Linked DNA regions of Drosophila melanogaster: all the other regions are linked to region 2. Evidence: chromatin contacts called from public Hi-C and HiChIP or PLAC-seq data. All regions are on one chromosome and are shown on one strand. Each heading gives the region's core, a stretch centred on a gene start, on an enhancer-like site or on the middle of the called end of the contact. The rest is flanking DNA. Distances are from core to core; before and after follow the strand shown. Region 1 holds the start of Cadps (Calcium-dependent secretion activator). Region 2 holds the start of lncRNA:CR44440 (long non-coding RNA:CR44440). Region 3 holds the start of pho (pleiohomeotic).

Evidence for each region. A called contact is a pair of places that touch in the nucleus more often than the background predicts. HiChIP or PLAC-seq counts read pairs in DNA pulled down with a chosen protein or histone mark.
Region 1: a POLR2A S2P HiChIP or PLAC-seq map of the Kc167 cell line shows a contact between it and region 2, with 7 times the contacts expected there. The contact joins the promoter of Cadps here to the promoter of lncRNA:CR44440 in region 2. A contact is called at or near these places in 6 of 107 Hi-C or Micro-C datasets (cellular blastoderm embryo, embryo and eye imaginal disc) and 1 of 6 datasets of contacts at active chromatin or transcription factors (the Kc167 cell line).
Region 3: a Hi-C map of the Kc167 cell line shows a contact between it and region 2, with 3 times the contacts expected there. The contact joins the promoter of pho here to the promoter of lncRNA:CR44440 in region 2. A contact is called at or near these places in 11 of 107 Hi-C or Micro-C datasets (the Kc167 cell line, brain, embryo and 3 more).

What each region holds. Positions count from the first base shown.
Region 1 is chr4:1,229,286-1,232,408 of dm6, reverse strand. It overlaps Cadps (Calcium-dependent secretion activator), which reads right to left and starts at 1,572. Exons shown (of 23, transcript NM_001031858.2): 1 at 1,395-1,572. It overlaps Dyrk3 (Dual-specificity tyrosine phosphorylation-regulated kinase 3), which reads left to right and starts at 1,696. Exons shown (of 7, transcript NM_001038725.2): 1 at 1,696-1,911; 2 at 1,989-2,103; 3 at 2,291-2,829; 4 at 2,894-3,123. The coding sequence starts at 2,436.
Region 2 is chr4:43,005-46,143 of dm6, reverse strand. It overlaps lncRNA:CR44440 (long non-coding RNA:CR44440), which reads right to left and starts at 1,370. Exons shown (of 2, transcript NR_123742.1): 1 at 727-1,370; 2 at 70-657. PlexB (Plexin B) reads left to right here and starts at 2,366. Exons shown (of 5, transcript NM_001258471.2): 1 at 2,366-3,139. The coding sequence starts at 2,720. It also overlaps asRNA:CR45124.
Region 3 is chr4:1,180,366-1,183,448 of dm6, reverse strand. pho (pleiohomeotic) reads left to right here and starts at 1,821. Exons shown (of 7, transcript NM_166827.2): 1 at 1,821-1,859; 2 at 2,168-2,401. The coding sequence starts at 2,311.

The sequences.
Region 1 (3,123 bases), core at 323-2,822, 1.2 Mb before region 2:
ATTTAAAAAAAAGGTGAATGTATGCCTTATAACTTAGAACAAAAATAACCATAGTTGATGGGTTTTCAAACGAATTCTTATTTTCGCTAAGTTAAAAAAACCTTTTATTTTTATTTGTAACACACCACCATCTGAAATATGTATATATTTGTTCACCACCACCCTTAAGGGTTGAAGAATAGAGCAATTTCTTTGGGAAGGTTAATTGCTTCAAATACCTTAAATATTAGATTTATGCTTGTCGTTCGGTAATGTATGGTGCTTATAATATAGCTTTAAATTATGAACAAACTTTATCACTATTTATATGAATTCGAGTTACACGATAACAAAACTTTGAATTCATTTACTATGTGAATGACAAACGAAATTCATAGTATAATTATTGACAAAAATATAAGTTTTTTATGTATTTTCAAGGCGACATCAGGTTTATTTCACAAATTATCTACTTCTATTTATACAGTTCTCTATTTTCACATATGAATAAATGGATTTCCGTTTGAAGAATAGTTAAGTTGGAGAAGCAAAAAAAATCGATGGAACTATCGATAACTTCGATGGTGGTAACCTTAGCACTCCCGTTACAACTACTGTTTTCGACGATTTGGTTGATGATTTGCAGAAGTTTCTGATTTTCAATAATTTAAGTAAAGCAGGACTGTCTGAAACACAATTAGATTTAAATTATGCCTAAATTTTGTAGTTGAAGGGATTCTTAAAATACTTTTTATTTTGGTTAAGATGAATTTCTTAATAACTATTTGATAAACGTTTTGGAAATTATATCTACCTTAGTTTATTTAGTTCAAAGAAATGGAATATTTTTTACAGATCAATAGAAACTGTCAAGACAAATAAAAACGTGGTGGAACTCCATAGTCAACTCGTTACTTATATAAAAATTAAAACAGAAAACAGTTAAATCTTTAAAAAATTAATCTGAGTCAAAAGTTAGTTTCTGGACTATATGCATTGCATTTGACTGTTTTACTGCCCGCCATGCTTGACAAAATAGCATTCGAGTCATAAAACACTATAAACAATGAGCACAAAACATTGATACTAGGACATTAGAGACTTGCCTTGATTTAACTTATACATATTTGTTGGCAAATCGATAGAAATATTCACAACAAATAATGATTTGATAAATATTAAGTAAAGTATTTGTCCTAAAACAACAGCTCTTTCGCCCATTCGTAAAAATTAACCCTAATGACATAATGATCATTATAAGCGAATAACAACGCTTTCTTAGGGCCATGCATGAATGATCTAAACTAAAAAAATGTTATACGACCTTTTTAAAATCATAATAGTAAAATGGGAAAACAGGAATAAATATTCCCATGAATTATATATGTATGTTACAATACCACACGTGTTCTTACGATTTGACTCGCATTATATGGGCAAACGATTGCCCTGCAAATTATATATAAAGTCGATTTCCGCTCGAAAACGGTCCGGTGGACTAAGTATTGATTTATTCAATTTTCGTCACAAACTTTGATATTAGAGCTGTTGTATGCTAAGTGGTTCCTATGTTTGAGTTGCGAAACAAGTTCTAAAGAACTTTATTCTGGACCACCGAAGTCATTTTATATGGTACTCCGTTGATTATGGTTATAAAACGTGCTTCAAACGCTATTGTGAGTACATGTGAGCCAGGTGGCATGTTAAAACTGTTTTAACACGGTCACACTGTTCTTCTCTTTGTTCGGGTCGCTTTGAAAATTGTGTATTCAAATGAAATTGTACGATAAACAAATATCTGGTTTTACCTATTTGTAAAGTATACAATACAAATCATTGCAATACATCAAATATTATAGCTCTCGGTTAATGTTTAATCAAACTGTTCTGATACAGTCTTCATCGATGTGCAATATTTGTACATATATGTATGTATGTACATGGACATAAACTCAATTAAGTGTTGACAATATACTTATTAAGGTATTATTATATTTAATTAATTAAAGGTATAGCAATACAAAAATAATAAATTTAAGCACAAGTGCCGAAGTTTATAACCTCAATATATATTACTATTTATTTTGGCTGTGCCTTTCAACTGTTCGTTATGTATATGCAGATGTAAGTACATATATACAAACTATTTACACAAATAAAAAGTATTTAGAAAAAACCAAGATCGGAAAGTTAAAAAACAAAATCAATTTTGATACGATAATAGGATATTTTTTTAAAGTAGAGTGCATTGCCGACTAAAATGTATATTAAGGCACACAATCGTTATTAAACCAAATATTTCTTATTCCAGTTGCGGCAAACTAGTTTAATGAAAACTGTGTTGTTATAAAACACATTAAATAATTCTGTATCCTGGGAACACCCGAAATGTAATAAACTAATTTATAACAATCTACATAAAATCGGATTTAATAACTACCATAAACAAGCGCACTATGGTCGGTTCTCAAGAAAAAAAAAACAATCATATCGAATTATCTGAAACACCCGCAACAGACAAAAATAATTTAAACACAACTCATCTGGAAAACACACAACTCTCAAAAGCACTTTCACCTCCTACATCACTACCTCAGATACAAATTCAGATGATTAACCAAAATTTAACACATACTGGTATCGCTCAAAATAATACTGAAAAAGCCAACCGTCATCAATACCGGGACAGTGGATTACAATATTTAACCCGATGCTTTGAACCATTGGCAATGCTCAATGATAGTAAAGAAGACTTTCCCACGCAGCCATCAAATAATATTGCCAATTACCCTGGAGATATTCAAATTTTACCCATTTTCGATTGCTGCGAAATTTCAGAGTCTATTCAAGGTAAAAAATTTTTTGTCACTAATAAGTATTTAAATGATCCTTTTAATTAAATTAAAAATTATAGCAATATCGTTGCCTAATGTAACATCTCCATCAAAGACAAAAGATGTTCCTGGGTTGTTTTTGCGTACGATTTCGGAAAATTCGAAATCAAAGTCGGAACCCGAATGTGAATCGCTAATTTCAGTCAAAGAATCTTCTGTAATGGAAAACCACACCTTTTTATTTCACGAACAAATTATTATGTCTGGCCAACAAAAATGTGAATTACACGAGAAACCGAAGGTTCTGGTA
Region 2 (3,139 bases), core at 121-2,620:
TCATTGTACTATAATAAATAAATATAATTATGTGTAATATAAAAATAACACATTTTTCGTCATGATTCTTACATTTTATTTTCACTTATATATGTTATGTTGTCTTATATTTTTTATTAAAAGTTTATTTTGTAGTGTGCTCGATTTTTAATCCAAAACTGTGTTACATAATGAGACGTATTTTTAATTACAATGAAGAGGATCAAAAAATTAAAAGATTACCATTCCTTTTTCGGAGTAGACAATGTCACAAGAGCTCGTGCTTAGCATTTGTTGGGGTCAATTGCTTCCAATTTTTAAAACCAACGAATATTTAAATATTTTTTTGTAATCAGAAATTTATCAATAGATTCTACATGACCTTGCTTAATTATCACATAAAGGAAAATATTTGCGCGGTTTAAGAGCTGGAAGTTCCTAAGTTTACCATTAACCTTTTTATTGATATTATTTTGTTTCGCTTTTTAATACTGCATTCTTAGCTTCACGGCAGCAGCGTTGCCAATGTAGATTTTTTCCTACTAGAATAAAAAAATACAGAATAAGCAATCATTTGCGTCATTGTGAGTTGTGAGTGCAAACCAACAAAACTGGAAAGGTGGAAACTAATTTATAAAATCAAAAACGTTTTCCCGATGACAAGCGATTTGTTCTTAGCTGGGAATAACACTATTATAATAATAATATTATACTTATATAATTCCTAATAATTTGCTCCAAGCATACATTTTTTTTTTTGTAAAAAGAAAATTAAAATTAATAAAAAGTAAGTAAGTAAGAGCTGCGTATCATTGTGCCGTTTGATATTCCAAATTCCTAATAAATTATTCTCTTATTGAGTTGAAAAATATCCATGTTTGTCATTATATGTGTTGTAAAGATTATAGACAGTTTAAGTGTACACATTAACCTCTTTGGTCAATCTAATCTAACTTTTTGGTAAGAGATGGTTTATCTCTTTAGCATCTCTTATCGCAGCATTTTCTGCGGCAGGTCTGGTTATGTTTCGAGTGTTCACGTCGGCTGTTAACGGATTTTTGATACATTGTTGTTATGTGTAAACAGTTCTATTTATGTACTTGTACATGTTGCACAGCGCAAATATTGTCGATTAACCATGGTTTCCCGTGCTAAGTTTCGATGTGATGCCAACCAAGTATAAACTAAAGATCCTGTGTTATACCAAAACGAATTCGGCGTTGTCAAGATCGATGTTCCCGATTGCTCTTCAGTTCACAAAGAATTTTCACAGTAAATAATGTGATAGCAGCATAAGTTTCATTAACTATCGCTTTGAAATATAGTCGGTTAACCGAAGTACACCCTTGCAAAGTGACTACACAAATGGATTGATGAAGCATTTTTATAGGGGTCAATATCCAATGCTAAGTGTTGAAAAAAATCCACAAATAAAACTTCAATATCTGTAGTGGTTCCCTAATTTAACTTATATATTCGGAGAATAAATGAAATTGTATATACATATGTACGTATGACAGGATCAGAAATCTCTCTGAGAATATATAAAAATCGAATCTTCAATTCAGTCAAAATTTAAAACCCACCGATATAATCTATTTAGTGATACTTATTTAACTAAGTGTTAATAATTTACAGGTCTTAATGACGGTTGGTCTTAATTTACAGTTGTAGAGAAATTCAATAAATTATTAATAAGACAATTGATTAGCAAAATAGCCATTCGTTGGACAAATTTTCCAAAAATTGTTGAATAATAATAATCAAATTTTTTAAATTTATATAATTTTAATAGTAAAAAAGGTACATAAGTAAAATTAGTATAAGTATATACATAAATAGTCCCAAACACTACGTGGCGTTGAAGCCTCCATGCCATGAGAAACCCTTAATGAAATAATTTAACATTAAACATGTTATGATTTTAAAATAATTTTATAAAATTTTAGCCATCGTGCCACATAAATCAATGTTGTTCAAAACTTTGTGTAGAGATAGGTGGGTCTGTAACACTCGAATCAAAAACAATATTAAGATAAAAATAGCGCGCACGGCAAGTGTTGCATGGAAGAAGATGAGATCAATTTAGATTCTTTGGAGATTGCTCTTTTTAACGCGACTACCATTTCATTGATATTATTTTACAAAAATGTTCCTGGAACATTTTAGACTCCATCGGTGGTGTCTTCTTTCTTTTTTCTTTTAACATTAGCCAATTGATTGGATGTGGAATCAGAACTGAAAACATTTAAACGATATCTACATAAATACTTCCGAGGTTTTTAATGGTAAGCTTCCCTTTAATGTGCTCCTTGTGAATACAGCATTACAATGCCCTCTAGCTCGATAGTTCAATTTGTATGCGATAGGCTGATACAGCCGATACTAATAATCTGCTCTAGGACTGATAGTGTACACACAACGTTTGAGCGTTGCCTAAGAAGTTTTTTTTAAATAAATATTTGTTTACATTGACTAATCGATTTTTTGTGTTAAACAACCTTATAAAAAATGCGCTAAACCTAAAATAGCCAAATGGATCATTTTAATTTAAAAATATTTATGCACCTACAGTGAATCAGCGGCATATAAAATTAATTCGCATTAAATTCAATCGATATTAAAAAGTTTATATATTAAGGAGAGAGAATGTAGAGCTAAATAATAATAAAAATGACATATGGGGAATTGATGCCCAAACTCAACTACAAACTGATCATACACAAAACCACAAATAAATATGTTGCGAAAGGAATTGTATTGTGCAAACATTATACATGTTTTACATGTACTGTGTATTATTATCATACTCGGTTCTCAGCATTATTGCGTTAACTGCATTGAAGAACTGCCGGCTCAGGCGTTATCTCCCTTAAATGACATAGTCGCCCAGTTTAACTTGCCATCAATACCAGTTCAATCAACAGCTTCCAGCTATGGCAATCGATCAATTGGAAACAATATAGAAAGTGTTAGAGACTCTCAATCTAAAAATTATTTTACTCACATGAGCTTCGACTTTATGCACAATGTTTTGTTTGCGGGTGCTACAAATAAAATACTTAAACTTAACGAAAACCTTCGAGTGCTGGCCGAGGCTGTTACTGGGCCGTTACATGATTCCCCGCAATGTCACGCTGGAGGCTGTCCGGAAGATATT
Region 3 (3,083 bases), core at 572-3,071, 1.1 Mb before region 2:
ACATAGGCAGTATAAGAAAGATTTTTGTCACTAACATATAGTCTTAAGCTGAGATCAAAAGAATAAAGACGTGAAAACCATCTCTATGATAATTTTTTATTTCTTAGCGTTGACCTTAGTCAACTGAAATTAGTTAGACTCAAATATATAACAATTATTTTACTGTATGCATGTATGCATATAGTAATGCATATTAGTTTACTTTTCCATGAAAATGCATTAATTATATATGTAATTGTATTTGTTGTATAGAAGCAATTACTGGACCACCGGCGGATGAAAAGGTGGACGACAATACGCAGCCTCTTTATTGAAGCAATATTAAAAAAGAAAATAATAAATTTAATAGATGAATTCTTTTTTGTTTTTATTTAAAACGTCGATGTTTTTTCAACATATTTCGCCAAAAACATCGATGTCCGCCATCATCGATATTTCTCAATCTCTATTAACAGAGTCAAATCAAAGACATTAGAATAACATGATTGGTAACGACCATACGTTGGTTTAGCACAATGCAGTCACTTTTTTGGTGACGGTCAATATTGACATTCTCTGGTAATCGAATTCGTAAGAATTTTACTTTTGTCTGGGCGAAATTAAAAGTAAATGCCTGTTATACATACATATATCTATCAAATCAGATCTTATTAACTAAGGAAAAAATATTTTATTCAGTGGTCTATCGATGTTAATTCCAAATCACCACAAGATCATTCTGCCAATGCGTTATTATACAAAAAATGTATTTCCGACCCCACCTCAGATTTGACAAACAACATTTTGCCGTCAGCAACAAATATTTTCGATTTAGCAAGGGGATTAGCAAAGGAGAAGTACGTTCCCAATATTTATTGCGAAGGCTGCCATACTGTTGGTAAAACGAAACAGGCAGGTAAAAATACTTATAAAATATAAAAGAATTCATTAATGAATTTCAGGAATGGCCAAAAGAGTTGTATGTATTTAATTAAATGTATTTTTATTACTTAAATGTCAAAGTGCAATAACAAAGTAATTGCGAACGTCGGACTTAAAACTGTAAAAAAAGGTGTCCGCTCTATGGTCTGGAAAACAGCTTGAACAGCTGTTTAATGTTTACAAAACATTCCGATAGCAAAAATTTTGCGAAAACCAAAACAGCTAAAAACGAAATCAAAAGATTTTGCCCAAATCGAAATAAAAAATAAAAATTACAGGAGCATGATTGACTATAAATTATCGCTGTGCATGCTTGGCATCTCTTACATCAGCACAAAACACAAGGATTGGCAGAATTGGCGCTTTTTCAAATCTACAGCAGAACACAAGATCAGTAGAGATGTTGAACCATCGGTGCCTGATCCCACGCAGTAGAAACTTTCCCCTTTCGTTTAACAGTTGCCTCTTTTAAATCTGTTCCAGTCTCATGTTAAGCTTTGTTAACGATGGGAAATTGGTTATAGCATGATTGCACTCGTTTTCCGAAATGAGGATGATTCCATTTCCACATTTTCGAAATGTATTTGTGGACCGTATCATATGAACTTTATTTATCACTAAAACTAATAGAAAAATATACACATTCTTTGATAGGATTTTCTTTAAGCATATGAAAAATTTAATTCATATCGGTTTACAAATTTGTAGTATTATTTAATTTTATGTTTTGCATGTATATTTCAAGCTATACCGATATAATTACAGAGATTACAGCCAGCTTGTTCTATATTTAGAAGCTAGTCGACGTGGAATCAAGATATATTTTGCGTTGTAAAAAAATACTAAAGTTTAGTATGTTGCAAAAAACCCAAATATTTAGGCATCGAATACCCATGCCAAACAAGCAGAATAACCTTTTCAATATTTTGAGTCATTTGGTATCGCGTTTTATAAAAATTACTTGAATTCTTTTGTTTTCCTCGGCTTTTAGTGAAACAATTCGACTATCATTAAATTTATGTGGCGTTTAATTAATCTTTCGTATTATTTCAATCAGAATTTTTTTAACATATTCACTACATTTTCTTAGAGAACCGTTTGTCATATTTAATGTATATTATGTTCCCTACTTAAATATGACAATTATTAATTCTGTGTGTGTACGTATCAATCATCCGTGATATTATATTCATGTCTTATATTGCCTACATATGGAATAATGGCAGTAAAAATGCTGTTCTTTCAGATACATCAAATAGCCTCAGGGAATGCAACGCTCAGGAAACATACAAATCTTACCTAACACATGTGCCTACAATTATCCTGGCATTTGAAATGCTTTAATACTAACTTTAAACTCATGCGTATGTGGATTATAGTATTGTAAATATGGCATACGAACGTTTTGGAATTATTCTTCAAAGTGAACAGTACGATGAAGATATAGGCAACACAAAAGTCAATCAGAAAATGAATGAAGGTAAGTTCGGATTTTACAGGCATGTCTATGTTTTGAAAATCGAATTATAGCAACAAAGCACTTTTTTATAAAGCGTAACAACAAAATACTGTTTAATGAAGCATAAAATATAAACATATTTACTTGTTATACCCGTTAGTCCTAGAGTAAAAGGGTATACTAGATTCGTTGAAAAGTATGTAGAAGGAATCGACCACAGTATTCTTACTCATGATCACTAGCGCCAAGTCGATCTGCCCGTATAAACGTTGAGATCTCGGGAACTAAATAAAAGATGTGAAAGTTAAGATAAAGCATGCACATTCTAGAGAAAATTACCACTTCTACTCCAACGCCCACAAACCTTCAAAAACTGTCAAAACTAAAATTTTAATATTGTTTAAGCCGCCATACTAACATTTTTAAGCCAAGCCCAGATCGTTAATGTCAGCTTTTAAGCGCCTTGGCATCGAAGAAATGAAGTATCATCAGATTGTTCAGTAATATGTTAGGTTAAGGTTTTTCCAAAGGAGGCAAGACTCGGAAGACTATCACTCAAAACACAGTGTTGACGGGTGTGAGGCTAATCCTCATCTCTCGTGAGTTACCTGTAATGGCGGAGACGCCGGGTACCCATGTAAGCGTTAGTTTGGGTGTGCTGTAGACGTTCAAGTTCAATAATGGTGTTGCTCACAGGCACGCT